Regions from separate parts of the Sus scrofa genome. Here all the other regions are linked to region 3. Evidence: chromatin contacts called from public Hi-C and HiChIP or PLAC-seq data. All regions are on one chromosome and are shown on one strand. Each heading gives the region's core, a stretch centred on a gene start, on an enhancer-like site or on the middle of the called end of the contact. The rest is flanking DNA. Distances are from core to core; before and after follow the strand shown. Region 1 holds the start of SSR2 (translocon-associated protein subunit beta). Region 2 holds the start of LAMTOR2 (late endosomal/lysosomal adaptor, MAPK and MTOR activator 2). Region 3 holds the start of SCAMP3 (secretory carrier membrane protein 3). Region 4 holds the start of LMNA (lamin A/C).

Evidence for each region. A called contact is a pair of places that touch in the nucleus more often than the background predicts. HiChIP or PLAC-seq counts read pairs in DNA pulled down with a chosen protein or histone mark.
Region 1: a contact with region 3 is called in a Hi-C map of liver, with 2.9 times the contacts expected there. The contact joins the promoter of SSR2 here to the promoter of SCAMP3 in region 3. A contact is called at or near these places in 2 of 5 promoter capture datasets (fetal liver and liver), 1 of 47 Hi-C or Micro-C datasets (liver) and 1 of 2 datasets of contacts at active chromatin or transcription factors (skeletal muscle).
Region 2: a contact with region 3 is called in a Hi-C map of embryonic fibroblasts, with 6 times the contacts expected there. The contact joins the promoter of LAMTOR2 here to the promoter of SCAMP3 in region 3. A contact is called at or near these places in 1 of 5 promoter capture datasets (liver) and 3 of 47 Hi-C or Micro-C datasets (embryonic fibroblasts, heart right ventricle and liver).
Region 4: a contact with region 3 is called in an H3K27ac HiChIP or PLAC-seq map of alveolar macrophages. The contact joins the promoter of LMNA here to the promoter of SCAMP3 in region 3. A contact is called at or near these places in 1 of 5 promoter capture datasets (liver) and 1 of 2 datasets of contacts at active chromatin or transcription factors (alveolar macrophages).

What each region holds. Positions count from the first base shown.
Region 1 is chr4:94,009,148-94,012,069 of Sscrofa11.1, reverse strand. SSR2 (translocon-associated protein subunit beta) reads right to left here and starts at 1,346. Exons shown (of 6, transcript XM_001928470.5): 1 at 1,247-1,346; 2 at 389-543. The coding sequence starts at 543.
Region 2 is chr4:93,974,238-93,977,038 of Sscrofa11.1, reverse strand. It overlaps LAMTOR2 (late endosomal/lysosomal adaptor, MAPK and MTOR activator 2), which reads left to right and starts at 1,478. Exons shown (of 4, transcript NM_001243627.1): 1 at 1,478-1,753; 2 at 2,060-2,222. The coding sequence starts at 1,686. UBQLN4 (ubiquilin-4) reads right to left here and starts at 653. Exons shown (of 11, transcript XM_003125701.5): 1 at 452-653. The coding sequence starts at 559.
Region 3 is chr4:94,569,267-94,572,160 of Sscrofa11.1, reverse strand. It overlaps SCAMP3 (secretory carrier membrane protein 3), which reads right to left and starts at 1,598. Exons shown (of 9, transcript NM_001185169.1): 1 at 1,316-1,598; 2 at 913-990. The coding sequence starts at 1,381. It overlaps CLK2 (dual specificity protein kinase CLK2), which reads right to left. Exons shown (of 12, transcript XM_021089727.1): 12 at 2,077-2,610. The coding sequence ends at 2,425.
Region 4 is chr4:93,924,552-93,927,667 of Sscrofa11.1, reverse strand. LMNA (lamin A/C) reads left to right here and starts at 1,384. Exons shown (of 13, transcript NM_001111257.2): 1 at 1,384-1,486.

The DNA.
Region 1 (2,922 bases), core at 97-2,596, 560 kb after region 3:
CCTGAGCTCACAGCAACGCCAGATCCCTTAACCCACTGATCGAGGCCAGGGATTGAACTTGCATCCTCATGGATCCTAGTCAGATTCGTTTCTGCTGAGCCACATGGGGAACTCCTCTTTTCTGCCTTTTCATCCTTCTCTCCCTATTTCACACAATTCTTTCTTCTTCTCCACTATGAGACTCTAGCAACTCACAAAATTGGAGGATGGTTTCCTGTAGCTTAGGTAAGAATATCCTCCTCCAAAAGTCATCCAGCAGTGAATTCATTTACACACTATACCTGTTGCTGGAGTCCTCCCAAAGATAAATCATTACTGATCCCTGTTCCCAGTCAAGATACCTGAGAAGCTTAAAAGGGCCCAACCTATAGCTTCAGGGCCTCCTTACCTTGAGCCAACATTGTAGATGTTGTACTGTAAGGTCAAGTCTCGCCCCTCCACAGCATATCTGTTCAGCAGTGATTTGGAGGCCAAAAGCCTGGCTCCTTCTTCTGCTTGAGTGACAGCAAAGAGAGTCAACACCACGAATGCCAGCAGCCTCATCTTTGGAGGAAAAAGCAAGTGAGCAGTCAATCCAAGCATGTAAAACCACCAAAATCTTTCTGACAGTCCTTTCTTACAAAGTCCGTCAAAAGATCTTTTGAGCTCATCAAAGCAGCGGCCACTTTCACAGAGCAGAGTATACGCTACCAAAGCTGTCCCATTCGCAAGCTTCCCACCAAATCCACCCTGCAGCCCTCGAAAATCTGTAGACCTCCAGGGCATATCTGCTACCTATTACTGCGAGGGGTCCTGGGTGCTCCCCAATTACTGGGGTCTTCTGAGAGAGCTCCATGTGGCCAGAATAGAGGTTTCCTTGGCCTGCCGCATTTCGGCCCATCTCGGAACTGTAGCAGCCTCTAGCTTTCCTTCACACAGGAATCCCTCACGACTGTTGCCTTTCCCCGGCTGCTATTCCTCCACCAGCACCCCAGGTATCCCAATGCGCGCTAGCGGGGTCCTCCCTCACGCCCCTGTATCCTACTGTCCATTTTTCCCGCGGGACCGCATTCGTCCTCGTCTTCCACATCCCTTTCTGGGGCCCTCTGAGGGCTTAGTCTGTTCTGCCCCCCCTCCGTCTCTTGCCAAGATTACACGTCCTCCAGCCAGCGTGCTCTATTCCCTCCCCGCCCTGCCAAAGCTAACCCTCAGCCGCTGAGTGTTGTGTGGACACGAACTTTGGCACCCCCAGAATCAAAGGACTCACCGTGCGCACCCCACAAACCCTTCAGGGGGCCACGAAGGCCGGAAGAGAGCGTCAGCACCCGAAAGACCGGAAATGAGCTCTGGCCGGAAACGTTGGTACTCTGCTGGATGCCTTCTGGGAGTTGTAGTTCTCAGACAAGCCCCACCTTTCCTTTGTAGAGCGCGCCTGCCTCCGGGATGCTGCAGCCTCTGTGATCGATTTGTCTGTGCTCCTTCACGCTTTTCTTTCTTTTCTTTCACGCTTTTATTATTCTGCCGTCTAGAGTGGCTTTTCAAGCTGGCTTTCCAGTACCGTAGATGACCAGCACCTGATTAAGTGCTTTGTGGGACTGGCAAACGTAGAGATTAGGATCTTCTGTCTACAATGTCGAGTGTACTATCGAGCTAGGAATTAGAGAAAAACTGTTGCTCTCCGGGCTACCACCATTCTCTGTATTTCTAGGCGAAAAATTTACTCATCTTCTATATCCAGCTAGCTACCCTAGAAAGCCCTGAACTTTCCTTAGAAGCCCTTTGAGGTTCCAAAAAAGTAGATCCTTTCTTTAATTTTTTTTTTTTTTTTTTAGGGCCTCTCCTGAGGCATATGGATGTTCCCGGGCTAGCCGCCTCTGCTGTCTGCATCACAGCTCAGTGGAAGCTTAACCCACTGAGCCCACTGAGTGAGGCCAAGGATTGAACCCTAGTCCTCATGGACACTAGTCGAGTTCATTACCGCTGAGCCACAACGGGAACTCCGGCTTGGTTTTTGGTTTTTTTCTGATTGTTTCTGATCTGGAAAATCTACCTTCATGATTAGGTGCTATTTCTCTAGTGTACACTTATTCAGAGATCCTACAGTGATGCTGAACGCACAGGAGGTGCTCAAGAAACACCTGCTGATTGGATGAATTTTCATCATCTCTATTTACAGTCTCCTTATTGGAATCTATTCTGACTAGAGGAGAGATTTGAGAGTCAATTGCTAAGGAAAATATTTCCATTGAAAGACTTCCAAAAAAATACAACTTCTTCCTGCCATCTTCAAGGGAACCCCACCAAGAGATTGAAGTAGAACTTTTTTTTTTTTTTTTTTGTCTTTTTTTTGTTGTTGTTGTTGTTGTTGTTGTTGCTATTTCTTTGGGCCACTCCCGGGGCATATGGAGATTCCCACGCTAGGGGTTGAATCGGAGCTGTAGCCACCGGCCTACGCCAGAGCCACAGCAACGCAGGATCCGAGCCGCGTCTGCAACCTACACCACAGCTCACGGCAACGCCAGATCGTTAACCCACTGAGCAAGGGCAGGGACCGAACCCGCAACCTCATGGTTCCTAGTCGGATTCGTTAACCACTGCGCCACGACGGGAACTCCTGAAGTAGAACTTTGTTAGATGAACATGGAACTGCGTGCCAGGACCAGAGGCATGCAGAAATGGTAAGGCTACCTAGGGTGCACTCTGTGCCCCCAGGGCAGTGTCACTGGTTTCATGTCCTGTTTTGTGGTTTTTAAGGCAGAACCCAAGCTGCCCACTGACCTCTCTTTTGGGATCTGCAACAAGAGGGCCACCAAGAGAGTATGTGACCAGGCCGAGAAGGAAGTGGCAAGCTGCTTTCAGGCTGGTGGCTAGGCAGGTACCCAGAAATAGTCTTGCTGCAAAATTTAGGGGCTTCAGATGGGCATAAGTTAGCTGGAAGTGCAC
Region 2 (2,801 bases), core at 229-2,728, 600 kb after region 3:
AGAATGCTGGGCGTTCTCTGAGACGCACAGTAGAAGCCTGGAGCTTTCCTCGCCTGCGCCCCGCGCCCACTATCCGGCCTCCGCACCTTGCCCGGCTCCCACCCTGCCTCAGCGCCTCGAACCCCCGCTAGTAAGCGGCGCAAACACTCCTCTCCAACACAGGGTCCTTCCCCCTTGCCTGTGCAAGGTGTCCTCTTCCAACTCCACCACGCCCCCAGACCAGGCCACAAGGCAAACCCCGGCCTCCCTTCCCAAACACGCGCCACGCTACCCCGGATCGACCTCGCAGGACGCCCCCTACCCGCCGCCTCTTCCCTCCCGCTTCCCCGAGTGCCTGCTGGGCCCCCGCCCTCCTCTCCCCGGCCCTCCCATACGCCCGACGGTCTCAGAGACACCCCCCTCTTCACAGACCACTCCTCCGCACCCCCCCAATCCCCACCACCCGTACTACCTCCTTGACCGAGGCTCGATCGCAGATCACAATTTCCTCCTTGTCCTTAGGGGTCTTGACGGTGACCCGAATCGGGGGCCTCGTCTCGGCCCCGCTCGGCTCCGCCATGCCGCCGCCGCCGCCGCCACCCGGCCGCCCGCCAGCCCGCCCCGGCTCCTCCTCCTCCCCGCCCGCCCGGCGGTGCTCGGCTCCGGCGCCTCCAACACTCCCCTCTCCCCTCCCCTCCCCAAGGCTTCACCGCCCCCTCCGGACCAGCCGCAGCCACAGCGCCCCGGGCGGACCGGGGGGGCCACTGCAGCGGGGTCCGCCCAGGGCCGAGCCCGGGGTCTGCAGCCTGGGCAGGGCCTTGCTGGGCGGCGGCCCCCAAAGGGGCTGCTCCGGACAGGGGCGGGAAGCAAACTCTCCGGGAGAGACCACCGCCCGTGGTAGCCGGTCCGAGTCGCGCTGAGGTGCCAACCCCCCGCCCCCGGGCCCAAAGCTACCCGCCCCCTCCGCGACTAACTCTTTCTCCGGGACAAAGGACTTTCTGTGTCGCCGCTTTATCTCCGTTCCCTATGATAACTGGTCTTTCTTGGAAAGCCCAAATCCTTTCCAGGCCTGAGGCTTCTCCCGACTTGGAGGCTGAATTTTCCACTTCTGGATATCTACCTAAAACCTCTTCTGTAGGATTGACTTAATTCCCCTGAGGGTAGCGGCCTCCAAGAAGTCTATTCAGTACAGTTCCAGAGACCTGGATTTTTGCCTGCATGGCCTTTCTGAGCCTATTTCCTCAATAGCATCTATCTCCTCATCTCACAGAATTATGCATAATGTAGAAAATTGCTTTGAGAAGTAACCCAAGGTATGCCTGACAAGTATAGGAATTTTGTTTTCTTTTAATTACTGAATCGTGGATTGTCAAGCAGATATGACTCCTCTGCCCGAGAGGGTTAAATGTCCTTCCAGTACTGCCACTATCCTTTTACTCCCGCTCTTTTCCCCCATAACCGCGTGGTCTCACTGGAAAGGCGAACTGTAGTTCCCAGGGTGCCTCGCGAAGCTTCGAGGAACTACAATTCCCAGCGCCCCCCGCGGTGAGGCGGGGTTGAGTCAGAACCGCACAGTCAGGCCAGGAAACTACAACTCCCAGGAGTTCTGGAGCCGGGCAGCTGGACTACGGGAAGCGGCAGGCGGAGGCCAGTTATAGGAAACTCCGGGATCAGGTTGTGAAAGCCCAGGGTTAGGAGCCACAGGCATGCTGCGTCCCAAGGCTTTGACCCAGGTGCTAAGCCAAGCTAACACTGGAGGTGTCCAGAGCACCCTGTGAGTGCGGACCGAGAGGCCGAGCGGCGAGCACTGGAGTGGGGCTGCGCGCGGCTCTCCGAGGGAGGGGTGGGGAAGGCTCTCTGGGAAGGGAGGAGGTGGCAGAGGGGGCAGCCTTTGGGTGAACCGGCGAGAGGGCCACTCTTGAAAGAGAAACTGACGTGCTGGGTGTTTGGGGCATGTTCTAGGACACACTCAACCCAGACCCTTGCTTTCTAGGAGCGCCGGTGGGCGAGTTGGGATGGAAAGTCAGGTATTTTACTCCCCATCCTGAGCACGTTGATATCCGTTCTGATGCTTTTCCAGGCTGCTGAATAACGAGGGATCTCTGTTGGCCTACTCTGGTTACGGGGATACGGACGCCCGAGTCACTGCAGCCATCGCCAGTAACATCTGGGCGGCCTACGACCGGAACGGGAACCAAGCATTTAACGAAGACAATCTCAAATTCATCCTCATGGACTGCATGGTATGGAGAGGGGAGCCATTTCCTCTGTCCCTAAGGGGACCCCCAAGGGGCACCCTGGACCCCATCCTGGATGGTTGGGGCCCAGGGACAGGATTTCTGGAAGATTACTAAGAGTTGGTCTGCAGCAGCATTTATAATAGGCAGGACCCTATGTATCAAGTGGTGATGAGGAAGGAGTATTGGACCCGAGGTCTGGCTGGGTTCTAGTCTCAGCCAGCCACTTGCCATTTGTGGAACCTTGGGTAAGTCACAAGCTTTTTTACCACATCTCCAGTGTGAAAATAATCCCCACCACCACATCACGCACACAGGGTTGTTGTGATCAAATGAAAGGGTAGGTGTAAACTGTAGAGTGATATGCAGACACAAAGTGTTGTCATCTGAGATTCTCAGACTCAGAAGCATGGCAAAGTGTCCAGACCCTAGTCCAGTTCCTTCAGTTTACAGAAAAAGGAGATAAAGTCCAGAAAGAGGAAGCGCCATTAGACTGAATTTCTTGGGAACAGAACCTGTCTCATTCACCTTTATATCTGTTCAGTTAACAAATTTTTAGGTCCTTGCAGTATTCTCAGGACCTGG
Region 3 (2,894 bases), core at 349-2,848:
GAAAAGACCTTAGCAATCATCTAGTCCCTCATAACACAGGAATCTAGAGTCTGCTTGAATATCTCTAGACCTAGAACTCATTACCTAAGGCAGCAGCTCCCCCCGCCCCCCGTTGTTAGAAAGCTAGTTCTTGCATTTATATCAGAGGACTGTGATGTGAGGGGTGATGAGGGCTACTATGACCTGGAGTCGCATCTAGTTCCTCAGCCAGAACTCAAAGCATTCATCTACTGGACCTACCTCCTTAAAATGGACCTAAGCGATGCAGCTCGGATCCTCTGTTGGCTGTGGCTCTGGCATAGGCTGGCGGCTACAGCTCCGATTAGACCCCTAGCCTGGGAACCTCCATATGCCGTGGGAGCGGCCAAAGAAATGGCAAAAAGACAAAAAAAACAAAACAAAACAAAACAAAAAAACTGCCCTGAGCTGCTGCAGTGACAACACCAGATCCTTAACCTGCTGCAGCTGCAGCACGGGAGAGCTCCAGCTACCTCCTTAACTTCTGAAAACTCTTAGCATTTTCCATTCCCACGAGATAAACAGGTCTAGTCACTTTCGTTTCTTGCTTTCGAATTGTACACCTAAGCATAGATCGTTTTCTCCTCAACTCCAAACAGCCCCATCCCTTTTCATCTCTAAAGAAGCCTCCCTAGACAGAGCCTTGGTTCAGGCACTAAGAGACTCCAGGTTCTTTCTCCCAGGACCGATATTTAGAGCTCAAACCACATGGATCTTTGGTCTTGGTGTCTTTAGAAGGTTCAGACATCCCATGGAAGACTGGCTTCTCAGGGAGCTAAGATCACCCTGCTTCTTCCTTCCTTCGCGTGCAAACAAGTCCACTGTACCCCAACAGAGTGGACTTGTTGGCATACCCTAATCTTCCTGGCCCTCCTGTGCTCTTCAGAATCTCACCTCCCGGGTCTCAAAAGGGTTGTAGACGTCAAGCGTGGCATACTGCGGGCTGGGTCGGTGCTGGATCACAGCTGGGTCCTGTGGGCAGAGATCTGGGGCTCAGCTGGCACCTGGTGCCTCTGGAGGAACTCACAGGAGCCTCTTCTCAATTGCCTGTGGCTGCAAGGACTGCAGCTTGGAGGCCACGTTGTTGTCCCAGTATCTGCTCCCAATCCTTCACCCCACACTGCCAGTACCAGCTCCTTATCGGGGGCAGGGCCCGCCCCCCAGGTGCTCACTGATCGTCACTCCCACGTGGCGGCCCTTGCTCAGATCAAATGTCAAGAATGGGAATACAAGTTAGCCCGACCCTCTAGAACCGAGAAGTCCCCCAGGATGCCCCAAGGAGGCCGGCGCAAGTCACCTGAAAGGGGTTGTCAAGCTCGCCGGGCTCGGCGAAGGGGTTTCCACCATCTCTGCTTTGAGCCATGTTTGCAACCGCGGCCCGGGCCGCCCCCTGCCCTCCACGCCCCTGCCGCGGCAGTGGCGGCGGCCGTGGCTCTCAAGAGCTCCCTCCGCTCCGCTCCTCTCGGTCCGCCCCGCTTCTCTGTGCACGGATTGGCTGTACCGACCGGAAGGGTCACAAGGATCCCCGCAGCAGCCGCGAGTTGCGCCTGCGTCTCGGCTAAAAGCAAAGAAGGAAGTGCCCCACGTGACAACTCTCGTTGCCGGTAGCCAAGTACCGCCCCTACGTCATGTGACGTCCCTCAACTAATGAACTACACCTCCCAGCGGGCCTAGCGTCAGAACCTGAGTCTATCCTAGCCTTGGGAGAGTTGCGACGGGAGACCTACCCGCCGGTGGTGGTGGAGGTGGCGGCGGCCGCCTGCCAGGAGCTCTATTGAGTAAGTTTTAAATCTGGATTTCTGGCTCTATCCTGGGGCCCGGCCTAACAGCTATAGTAATCGGAACTTCTTTCCCAACTCGTCATTCCAGATCAAAGTGCTTCATTAGCCCTTCATTCTAACCAAGAAATCTTACCTTACTCATTACTACTCTCCTGAGACAGACTGGGCAGATAAACTGGCAGCCTATGATTAATGTCGCAGGGTAAGATGGGACTCCCTTTGTTGACAATCCCTCCACCCCAGCATCCCCCCAAACCTCAAACTCCAGGGAGGGGGGTCCGATGAAGCACGTCATTTTATTTCACAAAGACTGTACAAAATTCCTTATAAAACATGGGATTGATGCCACCTGGTTACCTCATTCTGCCCCCATCCAACTCAACTGTGAAGGGGCAGGTGAGGGCGGGAAGAGTGTGAGATGGGACAGCATTATGTACAAGGCAGGGGTTGAAGCAATAGGTATTAAGTTCTTTCATATTTACACTATTTCACATATTCACAGGTACACACGGAGCCAGGAGGAAGGAGTGGGCTCCGGTTCTGTTCTCTTGTATAAAAAAGCACCAGTGTCCTGGACTGGACACCCACTGCTGTCAGAAACGCAGGGGGGCCCAGGGCCTGATCGTCACCGACTGATATCCCGACTGGAGTCCCACAACTTGGCGTTAGGTGGCTCAGCCCGAAGGCGGGCGAAGAAAGGGTGCTGAAGGGCTTCACCCAAGGTCAGCCGCTTAGCAGGTTCATATTCTAGCATGCTTTCAATCAGATCGAAGAGCTGGTGGTGTTCTTCTGCCTCTGAGGTCAGATACCGCTGGTGGTGGAGGGCAGGAAAAAGGTGAGGCACGATGCCTTACAAACCCTGCCTTCTTCTTCAAGGCCCTGGCTTCCAATCCTGGAGGACCAAGGCTCTGCGGACAACCGTTACGAATGCTACCTAACCATGACCACACTGTAACCATTTCTGATGTTCTACCTTCCCACTAGCACCATTATTCCTTCATACTTTTTGAAAGTTCTACTTGTATATCCTTGTCAACTTCAGGAATCTTCTTTAGCTCCTCATTAAAAAGTAAGCTCTTCAAAGGTAGTTTATGC
Region 4 (3,116 bases), core at 135-2,634, 640 kb after region 3:
CCCTGCTGCCCTACCGCTGCTCCAGTGGCTCCCCCATTACCTGCCACTCAGGGGTCAAGGGCCAAAGTGAAGTGGGCTCTCAGGGAGCCCTGTAAGCTTTGGATTTACTAGACAAAGAGGGCAATTGGGGTGTTACTCTGGGGCTAGCCTGTGGGCTGGCATAGGGATAGTGGGACAGGGGAATCTGGGGAGCTGGATCAAGGCAGGTCTAGAAAGGAGGGGGTTGGCTTGCATGATGTCCTTAGACTCCTCCCAGCTCTGAAGTTCTGGCTTCTAAGCAATGACTGATGAAGCACTGGCCCAAGGCAGTCCCTTCCATCCCATGGAGTCTCCCTCCAGGAGCTCCTGACCTTGGCCAAGGCCCTGCCCATCCACCTGCCACACGTGGCCGCCACTAATCCAGAAGTGCCCTTTGATCTGTTCCCCCATCAGGAAATCTCCTGCAGATTAACCACCATCCTCCCCGGGGAGAATTTGCTTTCCCAGTTGACCTCCCTGGGGTGAGTGCCAAGGGCTAGCCTTGGAAGGGGACCCTGAGGAACTTAGGGGCTGCAGGGGCTGGGAACCCAGGTTGGTTTTATGGTGAGGCTAAGCAAGGTGAAGCTCAGGGATCCACAGTGGCACAGGCCTTCCCAAGACCCTTAGAGGAGCCTGACCAGGTTTCCACGTGTTCACTTATCTGTGTGAAATCTGTAAAAGATATTCTCATATTTTTAAGATAGAGCCTCCCCACAAAAATTGGATGGACACTTAGGAAGACCAACTGTCCGGTTTTGCCAGGAACTGTTCGGGTTTGAGCACTGCAAGGCCCTTGTCCTAGGAAACTCCTCAGTGCTCTGCAAACAGGACAGGTGGCCACTAGTTTCAGGCCCCACATTGGGTAACGTTTGCTCAGCACCTGGACTGGGGGTGGGGGGGGAAACAGGGATCCTTTTCTGCCTCACTTCCTGGAAGCCTCTCGGCGCCTAGGGCTTGGGGACCCTTTTCGCCGGCCCCAGTTCTGGAGTTGTGGCGCTTCTGTTTGTTTCCTTGGCAACAGGGAGAGGAAACCCCCATTTAGGAGACCCGGGAGGCCCCGGCAACCACACACACACAGACACACACAGACTCACAGGCAGCCGCCCACACGCAGGCGCCTGCGTCAGAACCAGCCGTCAGCACTGCCCGCCTCCGGGCGGCGGGGGCGGGGGGGCGGGAGAGGAACCACCCCGCCGGAGTCCGGAGTCGCCCTACCAGCCCGAACCGATCTGCCCTGGAGGGAACAAGCCCCGTCCCCTTGGCTCCGCCCACGTCTCCGGGGCCCCGCCCCTTCCTACGTCTACCTCCCCTCCCCCACCCTCACCAGGTGGGGCGGGGCCAAAGCTGGGAGATAGGGAGCAGAGAGGACGAAGTCACTGCGGAATTCCTCTTTGGCTCTTGTCTGGTGTGTACCGTGGCAGTATTTTGGTGTGTATTGTGACGGTTCCAGGAAGCCTGAGGCTCACAGGTGGGGCGGCTCTCTGGGCCCATTTGAGTGGGGGATGGGGTTTGGAATGTCGGGCAGGGACTCCTGGGCAGACTCTCGGATTTTGCTGTTGGATGGAGCTCCTTTGGGGTCTGGACTGAAGGGAGGTGGGATGTAGTTAACCTGGAGGCAAATCCCTGGAGTTTGGGACCTGCTTCTGTCTCTTGTTGTGTGGCCTGGAGCATATCAGTTAACCTGGCCCAAGTCTCAATCTCCGTATCTGTATAATGGGCATCATGGTGTTTGCTTTGTGCATCTCAGAGAGGTTTGAGAGGGTTAAGGTAGTAATCTGGATTGTGAAAAGATGACACCTGGGAGACCTGCCCAGCCAAATGTGAAGTGTAAAGGGTTGGTTCTGTGCTCATTATCTAGCGGCCCTGTCTGGCCTGGCTGGAGCACCCAGGGAAGATAGCCAGCCCTACACTGACCCCTGCAACCCCTGCCTCATCATGGTAGCGATAATGCCCATCCCTTGAGGTCGATTAGCCCCTTCCAGTATGTCCAGAGTGATGTCCTGTCTCCTACAGTAGTGTGAAATAGGGTCCGAGTACTATTTGGGGGTTTCTGGCTGTGTTTGGGCAAATCTTAGCTTCTCCAGCCTGAGAAGCCCACTTTGTAAAGAGAGGGGTTTAATTCTCAGAGCCCTGGGGGCCTCTTAGGGGAGGGGCAAAGGATCACCAGGCAGGGGTCCCTAAACTTCCCTGCTAGAGAGACTCTGCCTCTGTCATTTAGTATATTGGGCTTTTGGGGTGAAATTTCATTCAAATGAGGGGTTCACTGGCTTTACAAAAGGCCATCAAACACGCTCCTTCTGAGGGCCTTCCCAGCTAAACTAAGCCAAGCTAATTGTTCTAAGCCTGCATCATTCCATCTAGCTGGGTCCGGATGGGAAGAAGGCAGTTACTCAGCTGGACTATCTTAGGTCAATTAGTCAACTTCTCGGAGTTTGGGTTTTTGGTATATAAAATGCAGATAATAATACCTTCCTCATAAGGCTGAAGTCAAGATGAAGTGGGATCAGCCCCACATGGCCCCTAGCCCAGTGCCTGGTATGTGGCAGCTACTTAAAGAACAGCCAGGTCCTTCCATACCACCTGTGCAGGAGTGACTCAGCAGTTCAACAGGTGTTTAGTACTTGACCCTGTGATCAAAGAATGAATAAGACAGGGACCCTCCCTCCAAGCACTCTAGGGAGTTCCTGTTGTGGCTCAGGGGAAACAAACCTGACTAGTATCCATAGGGATGCAAGTTTGATCCCTGGCTTCGCTCAGTGGGTTAAGGTAATCCATCGCTGCTGTGAGCTGTGGTGCAGGTTGCAGACGTGGCTCAGATCTGGCATGGCTGTGGCTGTGGTGTAGGCCAGCAGCTACAGCTCCAATAGGACCCCTAGCCTGGGAACCTCCATATGCTGTGGCTGTTGCCCTAAAAAGACAAAAAAAAAAAAAAAAAAAACCAACCCAGAAACATTATAAAGGGATTCCCAAACCATAGCCTTGACTCTCCAAATCACCCCCTATTTCCTAGACCCTCTCCCAAAGAGTCACCCCTTCCCACCCCTGTGGGGGCGTATAACTGTCTCCCAATGGCCTAGGTCCCACTGGAATCCTCCTCT